Linked DNA regions of Podarcis muralis: region 2 is linked to region 1. A link is a contact called in public Hi-C data. All regions are on one chromosome and are shown on one strand. Each heading gives the region's core, a stretch centred on a gene start, on an enhancer-like site or on the middle of the called end of the contact. The rest is flanking DNA. Distances are from core to core; before and after follow the strand shown. Region 1 holds the start of STX10 (syntaxin 10). Region 2 holds the start of JUNB (JunB proto-oncogene, AP-1 transcription factor subunit).

The links. A called contact is a pair of places that touch in the nucleus more often than the background predicts.
Region 2: a contact with region 1 is called in a Hi-C map of tail, with 2.4 times the contacts expected there. The contact joins the promoter of JUNB here to the promoter of STX10 in region 1. A contact is called at or near these places in 2 of 3 Hi-C or Micro-C datasets (blood and tail).

Annotation. Positions count from the first base shown.
Region 1 is chr2:44,119,566-44,123,560 of rPodMur119.hap1.1, reverse strand. STX10 (syntaxin 10) reads left to right here and starts at 2,633. Exons shown (of 8, transcript XM_028717357.2): 1 at 2,633-3,066. The coding sequence starts at 3,032.
Region 2 is chr2:44,321,002-44,325,171 of rPodMur119.hap1.1, reverse strand. JUNB (JunB proto-oncogene, AP-1 transcription factor subunit) reads right to left here and starts at 2,431. Exons shown (of 2, transcript XM_028717382.2): 1 at 2,328-2,431; 2 at 345-1,920. The coding sequence starts at 1,896. The coding sequence ends at 1,015.

The DNA of each region.
Region 1 (3,995 bases), core at 1,384-3,883:
AAGCCTATGGGACTGCTGAACTCTCAACAGAATATGGTGCGGGAGTCATTGTAAAAGACCTCTGGAACTTCAAAACCAAAGCAGTGCAAAAACTATTTAACAGGCACTGCAGGTGTAAGTAAATGGTGAGCAAGATACACTTTCTGAAAGCTCAAGCTCTTGCCCCATCATGCAGATTTAGCTGAAGTTGTCAGATTAGTAAGCACTGACTGCACATAGCTTTCAGCTTTGTCTTCAAGGAGCTGATTCACTACTTGGAATTAAATTTTTTTCACATTCGTTTTAACAAGCCCAAAGCATAAAAAGGTCAGCTCCATTCTTCCTGTTCTCTGTTAAGAGCAAGTATAGGCCCAGATAGGCAGAGGCCAGACTCTGCAGGCAGAATCCCTTCTGCAGCTTGACAAGAGAGCCTGACAACTGTAAGACACACATTACACTTGATGAGCCTTTATTGGCATGGCTGGACATGCAAGAATTCTTGTACACTTTGACACATAATGCTTTCATGTACAAGACGTTTTGCACACAAAACATATTAAGAATTCAGGCTTGCTGCTGGGACAGTAGCAGTTCCCACCGTTGACCAGCAAGTATCTTGCAGGAGCATGAGTGGGAGAGATGGTGCAGGCAGGTAGTTTTTCCTGCTTTACAGCTCTCATTGCTCAACCGGGGGAAATACTGAGTCCTAGTCATGTGTCCCTTCCTCGGGAACAACAACCACAGTAAGTAGCAGAGTGTGGGGGAGGGAGCTTCTTTCTCTCTTCCTTGTCAGCTTGTGTCACTGGAATTGTTATCTGCTGCCTCCCTCCTCTGCCAGCATTGCTGAAACAAGAAATTGTGCTATCGCCACCACGGCTATTCGACTGGGAAGAGGATTCCAAGCTATGGTCAGTGGGTCTTGCTCTCATTTTCCCTTATACTCACCAGGCTTTGTTACTAGCCGTGTGCGCACACGCTACTGAGAGGTTAATGCTGCGCTCTTTTTGCACGCATCACAATTTACTAAGTCACGTTCACGCGCACGTATCAGAGGCTTTCACTTTAAAAGCAAATCTTTCACTCATTCGTGACAGAATCAGAGAGGCCAGTTCGCATTTTTACCAGATCAACCCGATCACTATGGTGACTGAGCGAGGACTCTCTCTTGGATCCCCGTCGGTTTTCTCTCCAGGGTTTCCTTCGCTCAACAGGCTCCTCCTTCTATTTAGGTCACCCCAGCCTCTCTGCTTACCGCTTCCTTGCATGTATTATTGGACCATGACGACAGGGGCGGAGCCAAGGCTGCGTTTACCAACGTTGTAAAATATGCTTACGCTCGTAGCAGGACTGCTTCCTGTGTCCATAAATGGGCAACCAGACGAGAGACTCCATTGAGTTTCCGGGAGCCTGTCCAAAGAAGGGCTCTGCGCTTGCCCCTCCCCCTTCTGTTTACACACTGCCGCGACGTGATGTAACACGGCACTCTAGATACACAAGTTGCACACAAGCCACTAAAGCCTGCCTTAGCAATGTAACCTAAAGGCACAGACTCCCTCATTAGAAACAAATACTGCTTGTATTAAAAACAAATATTGCCTGGATACGTTTTCTTTTTCGCACATACACGGCCGGAGGTCTGTAAATACTTATCACTGAACTCCCGCGTGATCTAAATGTATTACCTTCTTCTCATAAACTCAACACGCCGTCCGTCCATGCACAACCATCTTTGCTGGGTCGCATGCAACCCGTTTGCACGTGCTCTGCGTTGTTCCCTCCACAGTCTCGCCGCATTGTCTTCACGCGCGCCCAGCTCCCATCCCCAAGCGTATTCCAAGCCGCCGCGTTGATCTGCACATGATACACTATGGCTAAGGGTCCTACACACATACATACTTACTTGGGAGTAAATTCCACTGAACTCAGCGGGACTTGCTTCTGAGTAGACATCGGTAGATGTAAAATCGCGATCCTATACACACTCTAATCAAGAAGCAAGTTCCGATGAACGCAGCGGAATTTACTTATTAGTAAAATACGCCTCAGATCGGGCCCCACATCCTAGGGAAGCCAGTTAGCAATGACTATCTTTAGCTGGTCTCGTATTACAAGCTGGCACGTTTTCCCTTACTCTTGCATCACGCCCGAGTCTCCGCAGGCGACCTTTCTTCCCCGCGGACTCTCTTTTCCTGACCGATGCCTGGGCATGCGTTGGTCAGGCTAACTATCACACCGAAATAAATTGCAGAGAGTAATGCGGGAAGTACAAAGGAGCGCACTCCATTGTGCCCTGAATCTAAGTACTGTTTCTGGTCCCTTAAACAACCGCCACCAACATGAATTAAAATCTCCACTTCACCCACAGGCAAGCACTGAAAACACACACACACACACACACACACACACACACACACACCCAAGCAGGGACTTGCAAACCGCTCTGTAAGCCTCTTTGCAGGAGCCCTTACAGTGTGAATGAGTGGCTAGAGTGTAACCGATAAGGAGCTGCGGTTTTGAACCCACGCCCAGGGAGCGGAGCCCAAGCTCTCAAACGCTCAGTTTGCAGGCGGAAAATGAATGAATCAGGAAGCCGGGCGGGGTGCGGCCTGCGCTATTTTAGGGCCGCGTTTCTTAGTAAGAGTGACGCATTTTCCATCTCCAGGAAGCTGAGGCGGAGGAGGGTGGGGGAAAAGAAAGAAAGGAGGCCAAGAAAGAAACGCGAGGCTGCTAGAAGCTCCAGGGGAGATTCCTGATTGCTCTCGCCAAGCGCTCTCCTCCCTTCCCCCGGCTCCTCCCCAGGAAAGACCGGCTCCACTTTCGCAGGGGAAGGGGTGGGGGAGGGAGGGAGCGCCGGGTTGGGCTGAGTTGAAAGAGGGCGGCCTGCTATTATTAGGAAAGAGGCGCCCGTAGTAAACGTGGCTGCTAAGCGGCTTCAGCTCAGGGAGGGAGGGACAGGCTGAGACGCTTCGCTCATAGACTTATATGGTTTGGCCCCCATACGCTGCTCTGCGGCCGGCTGGGCTTTTCCTGAAGGCATCTCGACCGGTCAGCAATGTCTCTGGAGGACCCGTTCTTCGTGGTGAAAGGGTGAGTGGCAGCCACTCCCACGGCCGCCGCAAACTCCGTCTTTCCTCGCCCCTGGTGGGGATGGGCGCCGCAGCAAGGCAGCCTGGCCCCGCGTGGGTCTGCGAGCATGGGAAGCGTCGGGTAACGCGGGGATGTGGAGGCGGGGCGGGGGCGAGAAGCTAGAGAACTCTGATTAGAAACCCGCCTCAGCTAAGGAACTTCCTCGAAACTCCGTTTATTAGCTGGTCCTAATAAAGGCACTGCCCTACTTCTATATTATTATTATTATTATTATTATTATTATTATTATTATTCACCCTAATGGATCAAACTCTCACGAAAGCCGCCACAGGGTCACAGCAAAGCGGATTCATTTCAGCCTCGAAGTTGGGACTCTATTTAGGGTTCTTGCTACAACAGTTTATAAATTTTATGGACTGCTCATATTTGGGGAACTGTGGACATTACTAAAAAAATATTGCGCACAAATTTTCCACGATGACAGAATCGTGTGTCTGAACAAGCTACAGCCCCCAAAGTATGTCTCTGTGACAAGTAATCAGTTTCTGTAGCTAAGTATACTTACACACGCGACTAAAAAAGGAAGTTACTTTGTAGAAATAGGGGTTTTTTTTGTAAAGTATTTTGCTTGACACTTGCACTTTGAAAGAATTGCTGAGTAGGATAACAAGGGGTTATACTAACCACTGGGAATTAGTGATGTTTTCCAGCTTCATATTTCATAATTAACAGACTATTCCCAAAAACCCTTGAATATACTTGGTTGCGATTTGTCCCTCGATCTCCTTCCTCATTTTGTCCTACTGATCTGGTGAATGGTGGGACTCTATATAATTTGCCAGCTTGAAGGAATACTGTTGAGTTTTGGCAGCTGGATCTCATAGATGGGAACAAGGAGATCTAGAGTTCTGTGCTTTGCTCTCTCTTTA
Region 2 (4,170 bases), core at 1,182-3,681, 200 kb before region 1:
GAGACAACAGAGATGACGTGCCTAAATTATCGTAGGCTTATAGGGAAATAACCCAGTAAGGAGTTAAATACACACGCAGGGAAGGCGAAGGGCCAGCTACCGGTAGGAGGGCTATTAGGTTTAGTTACATCTTGGCAACAACTTTTCTCCCCCATCCTTCTAAACTTTAGCTTCAAGAGAAGAGCAAGCGAGTTAAAACTGCCCCTAAATATACTGAGAGGCTGTTAAAAAAAACACCAGCTACAAAATAAAAGTCTGATTTTTCCGATATAACCCCCCCCCAAACAACTTGTAAAATAATCTCTAGGAGAGGAGACAGCAGATTAAGAGGCACACAACGGAAATTAGTTAGAACAAGTTTACTTAAATAGCTTCAATAAAAAGTCAAAAACACAAATACAATCTTTTGAAGAAGAAAAAACTGAATTTGAGGACTCAAAAGAAATTAAGAGCACAAGTAGTAAACAATCCTCTCCCGCTCCCCTTTCCCCCAGTGACCCCTTTTGTCCGTACAGTGGCCTCCTGGGAGGGAGAGAGGTGCTGAGGTTTCATCCCTTCCCTGCCATCCTCTGTTCTGGTCCCTTTTGTTTCAATTATAAATTAAGCGATCATCTCCTTTTTCTACTGGCACAAGGAAGAGATCAGAAGGCCAGTTTCTGGCTCTGTCCAGAGTACCTCCAGTTCCACTGCACCAGCCAGCGACGCAGCAGAAGGGGTGGAAAAAAGGCTTTTGTTTTTTCTTTTAAATACACTCACGCACGAAACCACTCTCACATACAGATATATATATAAAAAAACAACCTCTTACACACACTCAGCACAGACCGGAGTTCTGGATCCACCAGACTGAGAGTCACAGACATAACTTGGAAAACAGGACTTCAGGAACAGAAGAGTTGGGAACTGGGCTCGTCAGTCCGGTTCCGTGTAAACTTTGCATTACAAGTCCCCTCTTTCTCTTCTCCCCACCCCACCCGCCAAAAAGGTCTTTGAGACGGCAGGGATCGCCGCCCATCAGAAGGACTGTTGCATCTTGGCCGTCAAGAGGAGCTGGCAGCCGTTGTTCACGTGGTTCATGACTTTCTGCTTGAGCTGCGCTACCTGGTCCCGCAGCGCGCTGGCCGTGTTGGACAGTCCCGCGTTCTCGCTCTTCAAGGTCTTCACCTTGTCCTCCAGCCGAGCGATGCGCTCCAGCTTCCTCTTCCTGCACTTGGTGGCGGCCAGGCGGTTGCGCAGCCGCTTCCGCTCCACCTTGATGCGCTCCTGATCTTCCATGTTGATGGGCGACACGGGCGGGCTCTGCATATCCGGCACCGTCTGGGGCTCCTCTTTGAAGCCTCGCGAAGGGTGCGGCAAGGCCAGGCCGTGCGGCTGCGGCATGTAGCTGAGGTTGGCGCTGGGGTAGCTGGACGTGGTGCTCAGCGTGGCCGAGGGGTTGTAGCTGGTCAGGTTGGTGTAGACGGGAGGCGGCTCCTGCGGGAGGGAGGCCGCGTAGCCGCTGCTGGCCGACGAGGCCGCTGCCGCCGCTGCTGCCGCCGCCGCCACCGCTCCGATGGAGACATTGGGCGGCGGCATGTGGTTCATCTTGTGCAGGTCGTCCAGCGCCTTGACGAAGCCGTCGGCGAAGCCTTCCTGCTCCTCGGTGGCCCCGCGCGGGTAGTAGTACTGGCCCGGCGGCGTCGGGGTGGTGGTGATCACCCCGTTGCTGTTCTGGACGATCAGGCGCTCCAACTCCGGGGCGGCTAGTTTGAGCGACGAGCTCCCGGTGTCGGCCTGTTGCTGCGGCGGCAACGAGCCCGGGAAGTACCCGGCGGGGCCGTCCTCTGGGGCGCGGAGGTGGTGCGGCAGCTGGGACTTCAGGCCGCGGAAGGGCTCCGCGGACAGGTTCAGAGCCATGCCCGACTTCAGCGTCTTGTAGTCCTGCCCGTACCCGGAGAGAAAGGAGTCAGGGTAGAAAGGCTGCTCCATCTTCGTGCACATCAGCCGCGCGCTGGGAAGGGGTCGCGAACCCGGGCTGGGACCGTCCGGGATCGAGCCTTCTCCCTAGCTGCCTCTGCCTAGGGGGCGCCGCGGGTCGAGTCTCTCGCTCCCCGAAACGAGGGCAGCAGCAGCGCGCTTCCTTCCGCCTCCCTCCCTGAGCTTCACTTCCAGATTTCGGAGAGACACTCACAAGGAGGGAAGGGAGCTCGTCTTTCCGGCGGCTTCTCCAACCACCCGCCCTGACTAAGCTCTGCTAGCGGGGATGGTTCACGCGTTGTCTGTCCCCCACCAGAAGGCGCGCCGGCTTCGAGCCCTCCCCGAGAAGCAAAAAGGAGCAGGTACCGTACCGGCGAAGGGAGAGAGAGAGAGAGCCTCCGGCGCGCGCGCTGGCGATTGCAGGTTTGCGAGTTATCTCAGCTGCAGCGTGCGCTTCCCGGAGCCTTTTATTGCGGGCAGGCGCTCGGCGGCGGCGGAAGCGAGCCGCCATTGGCTGAGGAGCCCAGTGCGCCTCCGCCCACCGCGGCGCACGCGAAGGGGGAACTGAGCTCATTGCTCGGCAGCTCGTGCTCCAGTAAACAGCCCCGGGGAGGGGGGAGTTGTAAAGGCGCCCGCGTCAGAAGCTGGGCGGGAGGGAGGGAGCCCGGGAGTGAGAGAGAGAGAGAGAAGGACGCACGCGGGCCCCGGGGGAAGAGAGGGGGGAAGAGCGCGCCACGCATCAAGCCCTCGAGCGCCACAGCCCCCCCCCCCAGGGGCAAGGTTAACATTCAGCCACCGGAAAGGTGGTAAAACAGGCCATGGGCATATAGACGAGCGGTTTTTGACAGCTGGAAGGGTTGGAGGCGGGAGACACCGCTCCAGATTCCCTCCCGCAGGTTAAACTCGCTGGGCGGTCTTTGTCCCAGGGTTGTTGTGAGGGGATGAAATTCACATAAAGCCCCAGAAGTCAAGCGCAGCTCCCTGGAAGATACGTGTCAGGTAAATACGCCACATTCAGCTGGGATGTCAGCTTCACCTTCCAGGTGAGACAAGCCCCATCTGATGGTGAGGCAATAGGAGGGCTTTCTTCATTACCAAATCACAGGGAAGGGCATTTCTTTGGAAGAATTTGTATTATGTTGTATGTATGTCAGTTACAAACATGTAGAAAGGTAATTCTTTGAATGGCTTCCACGTAGAAGTTTTTAAACCCAGAACAGCAGCGTCTGACTAGACATACAGTGGTACCTTGGGTTAAGTACTTAATTTGTTCTTAACCTGAAGCACCACTTTAGCTAATGGGGCCTCCTGCTGCTGCCGCGCCGCCGGAGCACGATTTCTGTTCTTATCCTGAAGCAAAGTTCTTAACCTGAAGCACTATTTCTGGGTTAGCGGAGTCTGTAACCTGAAGCGTATGTAACCCGAGGTACCACTGTATGTACAATAAACATACAACCTCTGGACACAGAGTGTTCTTTCTTATTAGGTCTAACTGCACACATAACATTCACTCAATGTCAGTAACTAAATAAATGTGCAGCCTGAGATGGATTCATGCATTAAGTACACAAATACTATAGAAATATGTACAGAAGAATCTCATTCCAAATGCAGAAGCTGTATTCACAAACTGCAAACACTTAAATGCCACATTAAGACTTAACCCAAACATAAATAAACATTCTTCAAAATATTCTTCAAAATAAACATACATACAATCTTAAAGAGACTTGTTTACTACGTTCAAATTCCAGAGGAGAAAAACACCAAAGGCCAGATGTACACCCAAAGTTCAGAACTGTAAAATTACTTTTATATAAAATCATTAATTACAAGACAACACATCACTTATGTTCATGGCACTTAGCAGAGTTTCAGAAACAGTTTCCTGCCCCCAATAATCTTCCAGTCTAAATTTTGACAGCGTGGAAGAAAAGAAGACAGGGGAAGAAAGGCAGGAGGGAGAGGCACTGGTAGCCAAAGGTGTATGTAAGCAAATGAAGTTACACCTGGTTACAGTTGTTGGGCATGAGAATTAAGGGGTTAAAGACTTAATGGAAAAGGTGAGTTCTGAGGAGGGGCCCCACAAATGCATACACCTAAAGACTCTGATTTGCACAGGTATACCAATCCTGACCCAACCCATTCACCCACAGAAGTACAAGGTGCAAAGTGATAATCAAGCCCAGTGGCCATGCTTTGGGTGGGTCTCGC